Linked DNA regions of Sus scrofa: region 1 is linked to region 2. The links are chromatin contacts, called in public HiChIP or PLAC-seq maps. All regions are on one chromosome and are shown on one strand. Each heading gives the region's core, a stretch centred on a gene start, on an enhancer-like site or on the middle of the called end of the contact. The rest is flanking DNA. Distances are from core to core; before and after follow the strand shown.

Evidence for each region. HiChIP or PLAC-seq counts read pairs in DNA pulled down with a chosen protein or histone mark.
Region 1: a contact with region 2 is called in an H3K27ac HiChIP or PLAC-seq map of alveolar macrophages, with 4 times the contacts expected there. The contact joins the enhancer-like site here to the promoter of LOC100523310 in region 2. A contact is called at or near these places in 13 of 47 Hi-C or Micro-C datasets (alveolar macrophages, blood, differentiating spermatogonia and 8 more) and 1 of 2 datasets of contacts at active chromatin or transcription factors (alveolar macrophages).

The regions. Positions count from the first base shown.
Region 1 is chr4:127,236,468-127,240,576 of Sscrofa11.1, forward strand. It overlaps LOC102161784 (guanylate-binding protein 6-like), which reads left to right. Exons shown (of 17, transcript XM_005663708.3): 7 at 175-365; 8 at 2,094-2,310; 9 at 3,556-3,683. Among named protein-coding and RNA genes, the nearest start is that of LRRC8B, 100 kb to the left of the region's middle. Within about 2 kb of position 2,119, at least 4 of the 83 cell types and tissues checked have an H3K27ac peak or open chromatin away from gene starts, as enhancers often do.
Region 2 is chr4:127,174,787-127,179,218 of Sscrofa11.1, forward strand. LOC100523310 (guanylate-binding protein 6) reads left to right here and starts at 2,551. Exons shown (of 11, transcript XM_005663706.3): 1 at 2,551-2,780.

The sequences.
Region 1 (4,109 bases), core at 869-3,368, 61 kb after region 2:
AGTCAGGGCCTTTCCTGGCACGTTCTCAAAACTGCCCTTGTGTGGGGTCACAGGCCAAGTGCGACGTCCATCTGCTTCTTCCAGACCGAGAACGCGGGGGTGTGGGAGATGAGGGGTTGTAGCTCTCAGCGATGACTGATACTTTCTTCCCTCTCTCAAATCTTCCTGGAGCAGGTGACAAAGGAGAGGCGTCGGCTTTTCCCGGGAGAGAAAAAGAGCTTCTTGAGCAACACGCTAAAGCGTTGCAGCAGGATTTGGAAGACCAAGAAGAAGCCTTCCGGAGATTTAGAGCCCAGATGATAGAGGAGATAAGGGAAATAGAGACCGCACAGAGACAAATGGATGAGAGGATTAAGATTCTGGAAGTAAGTCTGGGCTGGGCCTGGGCCGTGACTTTGGAACCGAGCCCTGGGACCTGAAGAAGAGAAGGGTCGAAAGTTAAAGCCAAGTCACAGAAGGAAGCACCATGGTCTTTACTGCTCTTGATGCATTAGAACCGCTGAGAGTTTCACGGCTTAGAGCCAATCACTTGGCTGTTTTCCCTGAGTTTCTGGAGTCCAGGAGGGCCTTGGCACCTCGGGGCATGTGTGCATGTAAATACCTTCCCCAGCTCTTGGGCTGCTGTTTGAGGGATTCCGGAGTGCTCTCACGGGACCCTGAGACAGATCCTGCCAGAGGGAGACTTGGACCCTAGTGACCAGTCTCTAGTCTGTGACTATCTCGGGGCTTTCCACAGTCACCTCATTATCTTAAAAATAGGTGTGGTTGAAAGGAGCATGTTTCAAATAACACCATGCTGTACTTTCACCTCGATCACGCTGGAGCTCTTTCAGACCACAGATCAAAAGGCCAAAAGTCATACGAAAGATATATCCATCACTCTCATCAGCTAGGATTTTAGAAGCCATATGCCGGGAACAGGGACCAAGACCAAATATGTATTTCGTGTTATAAATCTCCATGTCACACACCCATGATGTCTTGTCAGCGGTGTCTACTGGTCAGTCTCCCTGCAGCCTTCCCAGCCAATGCCCCCTGCTTCTCCTTGCTTGCGATCCAAGTGAGGTAAGACAGAGACCAGTCCTTCAGGCAGCCCATGGCATGTCGGAACATTGTAAATGCCCTCTGCTCTGCCCTCTTTAGTCTCAAGAAGGGAACGGGGAACTGCAGCGGTGCCTTAGATGGTCTGTTTTAGATCTTCAGTGGTCATGTCTTGGTCCAGGCGTCTGTGGAGATACGTCTGTGCATTTTTTCTTAAGCAATACCCACTAGTTCCTTCTACCTGACCTCGAGTTTTGCCACTACCATGTGGGTCCATGTGAGGTGAAACAGAGACCTGAAGACGTAGCCCCCACATAGGTGAGAACTTTCTAAGCAAGATCTGCTCTGTTCCCTCTGGACCAAGGGAAGGAATTGGGAATTCCCACTTCCCCGGACAAGGCCGTACGTACAACACTGGGGAGTGTGTGTGGGCCGAGAGCAAACAAAACCACCACAGAGTTTCCTACCATTCGAATGAGGCCATTTCTTCTTAGAGAATTTGCTTGATTGCTTTATACTTTTGTCTGTTTTACAGGAATATAATGGAGGCATTCTAGCCAATACTTTGATTGCTTTTAATGTCTCCTTTGGGAAATAAGAGCTTAGAGCTTACTAGTCTGCCATTTGTTGGCCAACTGGATTTTTAATCCTTTCTCTGTGACTTATTAACCCAGCCTTTGTGAGACCCTTTTATCTTCTCTGAAAGGGGGTATATTGATGTCTCAGTTTCAGGTTTTTGTACGTATCAATTTAGCTGGGTTTGCTAAGATGTGTCGTAGGGCTTAGCACATTGTAGGCCCTCTGTGCTGGGTAACAACAACTCGGATCTTGCTGCGGTCGAAGTACATCTATGGAGAGTGATAACACCTGGTGTGCCATCATCAGCATCCTCGGAGGGTTGAGGAAACGAAGGAGGAAACACCCTGCAGCACATTCGTTCTGGGTTACGTTTTGTCCCCTGGAAAGCACAGAAGGCTTGCCCGGTCCTAAGGTGAAGCATGCTTTGCACAACTCTCAGTTAGCGAATGACTCTGTGATCTTATTTCTACCAGGAAATCCTTCTAGGTTACCAGGTTGCCATGGCATCTGCCCTCAACATGACGGACCCCATCTGTCTGATAGAAAACAACAATGAGCTGCTGTCAGTGAACCAGGAAGCTCTAGAGATACTTGAGAAGATTTCTCAGCCCGTGGTGGTGGTGGCCATTGTAGGACTGTATCGCACAGGCAAATCCTACCTGATGAACCGTCTGGCGGGACGGAACCATGGTGAGGGTTATACTGGGTCAGGGGCCAGGTGCTTTCGCCCAGGTGATACCTCAGCTTCTTAGTTTTCTTCCCTGGTCATGTGGAGGGAGAACCAAATTCCTCTCAATAAGCCAAACTTCCACTTCTAATTCTCACCACGAAATCACTATTTTAATGTAATGTGTTACCATGGTCTTTGTTTTATTCCCATGAAGCAAAATCACCCCTACTAATGCAAAAACTCCTACCTTCTACCAGCTTAAGCAATTGCAGGCTCTTAGAAATGTATCTTCTTTCTCTCAAAATATATTTTGGTTTTTTATGGAATATTCTCATGAATATATAGAGATGTTTCAGTATATATCACCTTAAAAATACTTCCTGAATTTCATATCTAATTGTGGCTAATACCTCTCCTCCCCCACCTTTAAAAAAAATTTTTATGGCCACACCCATAGCATATGGAAGTTACTGGGCCAGGGATTAAATCCAAGCCACAGCTGCAACCTGTGCCACAGCTGAGGCAACACCAGTTCCTTAACTTGCTCTGGGCCAGGGGTCAAACTCACACCTTCTCAGTGAACCAAGCTGCTGCAGTCAGATTTGTAGGCCACTGCTTGACAGTGTCTTTCCCCTTTTTAAACATTAGTTTTGCCCGGCAAACTATATAATCTCAATTGTTTTCTAATTTTTCCCTTCCCATGTCTTTGTGGCTTTAAAATTCACCATTATTTCAAAATACTCTTGTGGGTTTCCATCGTGGCTCAGGGGTTAACAAATCTGACTAGGAACCATGAGGCTGAGGGTTTGATCCCTGGCCTTGCTCAGTGGGTTAAGGATCTGGTGTGGCCATGAGCTCTGGTGCAGGTCACAGATATGGCTCAGATCCCACGTTGCTGTGGCTCTGGTGTAGGCCAGCGGATACAGCTCCAATTGGACTCCTAGCCTGGGAACCTCCAGGTGCCATGGGAGTGGCCCTCGATAAGGCAAAAAGACAAAAAAAAAAAAAAAATACTCTTGTTACCATTATCAGTGACCTCTGTTATGTCTGATTCATGGATGCCACTCTGTCCCCACGTGGAGTGCTTGCTTGGCCTCATCCTTCTTGAAACAGAAGTCACACAAAGCAGGACACTCTTGAAGAAACAGAGAAAGCACCATCCTGTCTGCTGAGTGCTTACGCTCCAGTACGTCTGACTTAGTAGCCCCTCGGCTGCTTAGATTTTCTGCCATCACTGAATGTCGCTTTCTCCACCCCCCTGGCAGGTTTCCGTGTGGGGTCCACAGTGCAGTCTGAAACCAAGGGCATCTGGATGTGGTGTGTGCCCCACCCCTCCAAGCCAGACCGCACCCTGGTCCTTCTGGACACCGAGGGCCTGGGCGATGTGGAGAAGGTAAGGCAGAAAGTCACGGAGAAATACTTTTTATTCTGGGTTCTCTCCCTATCCCTTCATGAACCTAGAAATTTAACTGCCATGATCTATTTGTAAAATGTAAACCAACCGTGGTAAATGAAGTGAACTGTGGTTTGGTTGAATAATTCCTAGGGAGAAATCACGCCATAGGAGGTAAAACCTTTTCTTGCTTGGCACTGTGTGCGTGACTTGTTTCATTCCATAAACAGCTACTGAACAGCAGAGTTCCAGGCCTTGGGGCTTAGAACTGCAGAGATCAGGGATGGACATACAGGTCCTGCCCTCAGAGAGTCTTTATTCCCACTGACAAGACCACACAATCGGATTTCATAGAGGGTGTCTGGGAGAGAAGCCGGCTGGATGGAGGGAGAGGTGGCACTGCCTTGCCGTCCTCAGCTTCCCCTC
Region 2 (4,432 bases), core at 1,301-3,800:
GATGCTGGTTGGGTTCTTAACCTGCTGAGCCAGAACCAGAACTCCAGTTTTCCCTATTTTATGTCTCAGTGGGACAGAAGAGAAAGCCCAGACATAAACCCCAGCACCTGTGGTCAACTAATCTCTGACGAAGGAGGCAAGAACATACAGCGGAGGAGAGAGCGTCTCTTCAGTAAGTGGTGCCGGGAAAACTGGACAGCTCCACGGAGAAGAACGAAATTAGAATATCCTCTAACACCATATACACAAGAGTAAACTCAAAATGGATTAAGGACCTAAATGTAAGGCAAGATCCTGTAACACTCCTGGAGGAAGACGTAGGCAGAAGACTCTTCGACGTAAATCACAGCAACATTCCCACCGACAGTGCAGGAGGGTTCCCTTCTCTCCACACCCTCTCTAGCACTTGTTATTTGTAGGCCTCAGTGATATGTGCAGTGACACAGAGGGCAGAAGAATGGCCTCTACATCCAGAATTTCTGTAGGGATTTTCTGAGTCAACTTTTCAGGCATTCAAAATACGTCTCCCTTCACTGTTGGTGGGAATGTAAATTCGGACAACCACTGTGGAAAACAGCGTGGAAGGTCCTCAGAAAACTAAATAAAGAGCTACCATGCGATCCAGCAGTCCCACTCCCGGGCGTATATTCAATCCAAAGGCTTGGACTCAAGGAAGAAAGCAAGGCATTACACGAACGCATGAAGCTGCGCCCTGTGGGGAGTGGACACCTCCTTTGGAGGAGGGCAAGCCTCTCACTCCTGGATTCAGCAGGTGGGATCAGAATGGGCCCTCTCAGGTGTCCAGGTTGGCCTTCATTCTGGGCATCAGGGGCCCCTGATGAGTTATCGTTAGGAATGTGGTCTCTTCTAAAAACTATGGACTGAATTACACACTATGGTTTGGTAGCTCCCCTGCCCCCGCTACTTTAGGGCTGCACCTGCAGCATATGGAGGTTCCCAGGCTAGGGGTCGAATTAGAGCTGCAGCTGCCAGCCTACACTACACCCACAGCAACGCTGGATCTGAGCCGCATCTGCGACCTACACCACAGCTCACGGCAACGCCGGAACCTTGACCCTCCAAGGGACACTTGGTCACATCCTCCCAGCACCCCTCCAAGGGACACTTGTGAAGTGCACTCGAGGAGTTCTTCAGAACATGCATGCTGGGACGTGTAACGGTAACCAGCTCAATAATTCGAATTTTGACTTTTCCACTTTCTCTCTCCTACTCTCCCTTTCCCCCTTCTCCCTTCCTCTGGCTTCCTGCCGTCACTTCTCAGATAACTATGTGCATCCAAGTCTCTTTTTCTGGGAAGGAAAACCCAAGAGGAAACATTCTCTTCATCAGAGCTTATGACCTCACTACTTCTCTCTTCATCTCAATTAACCTTTTTTTTTTTTTCATCTTTTTGCCTTTTTCTAGGGCTGCACCCACAGCATATATGGAGGTTCCCAGGCTAGGGGTGTAATCGGAGCTGTAGCTGCCGGCCCACACTAGAGCCACAGCAACATAAGATCCGAGCCGCGTCTGCAACCTACACCACAGCTCACGGCAACGCCGGATCCTTAACCCACTGAGGGAGGCCAGGGATGGAACCCGCAACCTCATGGTTCCTAGTCGGATTTGTTAACCACTGAGCCACGACGGGAACTCCCATTACAATTAACCTTTAAAAACCTATATTATAGTCAATATTAGGAAACACATAAGAGGCAAAATTAGTATTGCATGATGTGAGATATGGGTGAGTTCAGTCAAGTACTTTTCACAGGAAAATTCCTCTCTTACCAGATAAATTATGATTTTTGAGTTACCACGTGGTGGCAGTGTCTGTTAGCCTTTGTGTCTTAGATTTGGCCTGTGCTTCTTCCCTGGGAAGCTGATGTTGGAGCCTAGAGAATTTGTCTTGCATGTTACAGTTTGGTAGAGTTTATAGATTCTGTATGCTATAGTAGAATTATGTAAATTGTAGTGTCTGTTTCTACCAGTTCTTCTCCACCTTTTCTTTTTTAATTGCTTTTTAGGTCCAACGAGAGGAGAAATTGTTGTATGAGAGACAGGAAAGAACTGTTGCAACTGCAGTCTTTTTTTTTTTTTTTTTTTTTTTTTTTTTTTTTCAGGGCCGCACCTGCTGCATATGGAGGTTCCAAGGCCTGGGGTCCAATCAGAGCCACATCTGTGACCTACACCACAGCCCACAGCAACAATGAATCCTTAGCCCACTGGGTGAGGCCAGGAATCAAACCTGCATCCTCATGGATGCTAGTTAGACTCGTTTCCGCTGAGCCACGACGGGACCTCCAGATTTAAAATTTTAAGAGCTCTTCATGAACAAGGGCATCCAGGGATCCACACTAAGAGAAAAATGCTTGAGATATGCTTGGCTTATACAATTTTGCTAACATTTGTGCCATGATTTTCTCCTTTCCTGTTTGCCAAGGGAACTTGTGCCACCCTAAGCAAACTTACACGTGGGGAGGCCCAAGGAAAGCTGGGGCGTGTGCTCAGAGGTGATGCTGAGCACTGGCCTTTCGCAGCCTCCTCTCACCCTGCGCCATCACCCCCGTTGGTGCTGTGCTCGGTGCTCCTGGCGTGACTCTGCGAAGGCAACAGCAGCACGGATCACTTTCATTTTCACTTTGAAGACAGCTCTTTACTGGGAGAGAGGACGAGCTTGTTCAGTCTTTTTTAGCCTTGACACTGGAGGGAGAGAGAGGTGGAAGGAACAAGTGAGACAGGCCACCGGAACCATTCTTGGACCCTTGGGGGTGGAGCAGGTATGTCCCTCTCTTTCGTGTGCAAACCAAGGTTGATTTCGGACTCAAAGTGACAACCGAGGAAGGACAGGAGTCCTGGTGTCTGGAGGGCAGGGGTCTGAGGCTGGCTTTAATCCAAGGGTGGGGTGGGGGTGGCGGTGGGGGAGGTTCAGCTTCTCTGGACCAGCAGGGGCGGCAAAATGAGGGTCAGGCACCGTGTGTCCTCCTGGCTGTCCTGCTCCTTGGCAGGGTCCTCATGGGAGTTGTCTGCCCTGCTTTCAAGCTCGGCGACTGGCAATAGAATTCAGAGAATAAGACAGTTCCTGCCAAGGAGGTTATAGGACTTATCATGTAAAGAGGTAGTTTCATTTTCATCTTTCTATTAGTCATACTTCCGAAAGCTTCACAGTGAGAGCTTTGTGAATATCTCTGTAGAGACAAATTTGGTCCCCACAGTGCTGAGCTTTATTAGTTAAAAATCACCATCTCTGGAGTTCCCTTGTGGAGCATGGGTTAAGGCTCTGGCGTTGTCACTGAAGTGGCTCGGGTTGCTCCTGCAGAGTGGGTTCGAACCCTGGCTGGGGAACTTCCACCTGTCCCGGGGGGGTGGGGGGCAGCCAGAAAAGATGACAGTCTCATCAAAACACTCTTTCTCTTCCTCTTTCTCTCTCCCCAGCTCCCCGCCCCCCGCCCCAGTTCTCTCTCTCCCCCTCCCTCTTGTATTTGCGGGTTGGTTTTCCATGGTTATATTCTGGTTATTTAGTCATTTTTCGCATTTAGAACATGTATAAGTCTGGATTTAACAATCCCTTTAGATGATTCTTCTGCAGATCAAATTTTGAAAACCAATCCTGAGCAGGACTGAAAAGCTGCATTTTGTGAATTTGAAGCTTAAAATTCTGTGGCTCATTCACAGCTAAGAAATCACGGAGCTGTTTTGCTTCTTTGGGGTGGAGTGTGTCTGTGTCTTTAGGAGCCAAGCGAGCAAAAGGGAAAGGACTCGCTCGGAGAAGAGTGCGCATGCTCGGAGCGAGGGGCACCCCCCAGGGCATGGTGACCCCCCCTTCCGTCTATTTCTAGTCCTGCGAGTGGTGGGCGGTTTTGATTCGGGGTTGAATGGTGGAGGGAGGACAGACCTGGCTGCAGTTGCTCCTCTTGCATCTTCCTGCAGCTTCCTCGTTGTCTCCTTAGAAGGGCTCCGGGGCTCGTGCTTTACCTCTGTGTATTCTGACGCCCCACGCGGAAGAACGAGCCGAAAGGAGCTGGGGCAGGGGCAGTGTTTGACTTGGCTGCTTTCTTTGTGGACCTTGTTTCTTAGTCCCTCGAGGTCTACAGTCTGTGTTGAAAAGCGTCCTGCGACGGACTGACCTGTTCAGTGCAATTCCTGCAGATCAGCCTCCATCTAATTCAACAGACATGTGCTGAAATCCTCTTTTGTGTTGCATGCTGCACTCAGACATAAGCTTATGGTATCTGATCTTATTATCGAAACCTCTTTCATTTTCCCACATTACCTCTGTCATTATCTTTTATAACTTAGGTTTCCATAGATGAAGCGCCTTGTTTAAGGCCACGTGAGGCGTAACTGATAGAGTTGGTATTTTTGGTTGTGGTATTTTTTTTTTTTTTTGATGGTATCAGATACATCTTGAATATCTGACCTATAAATATGA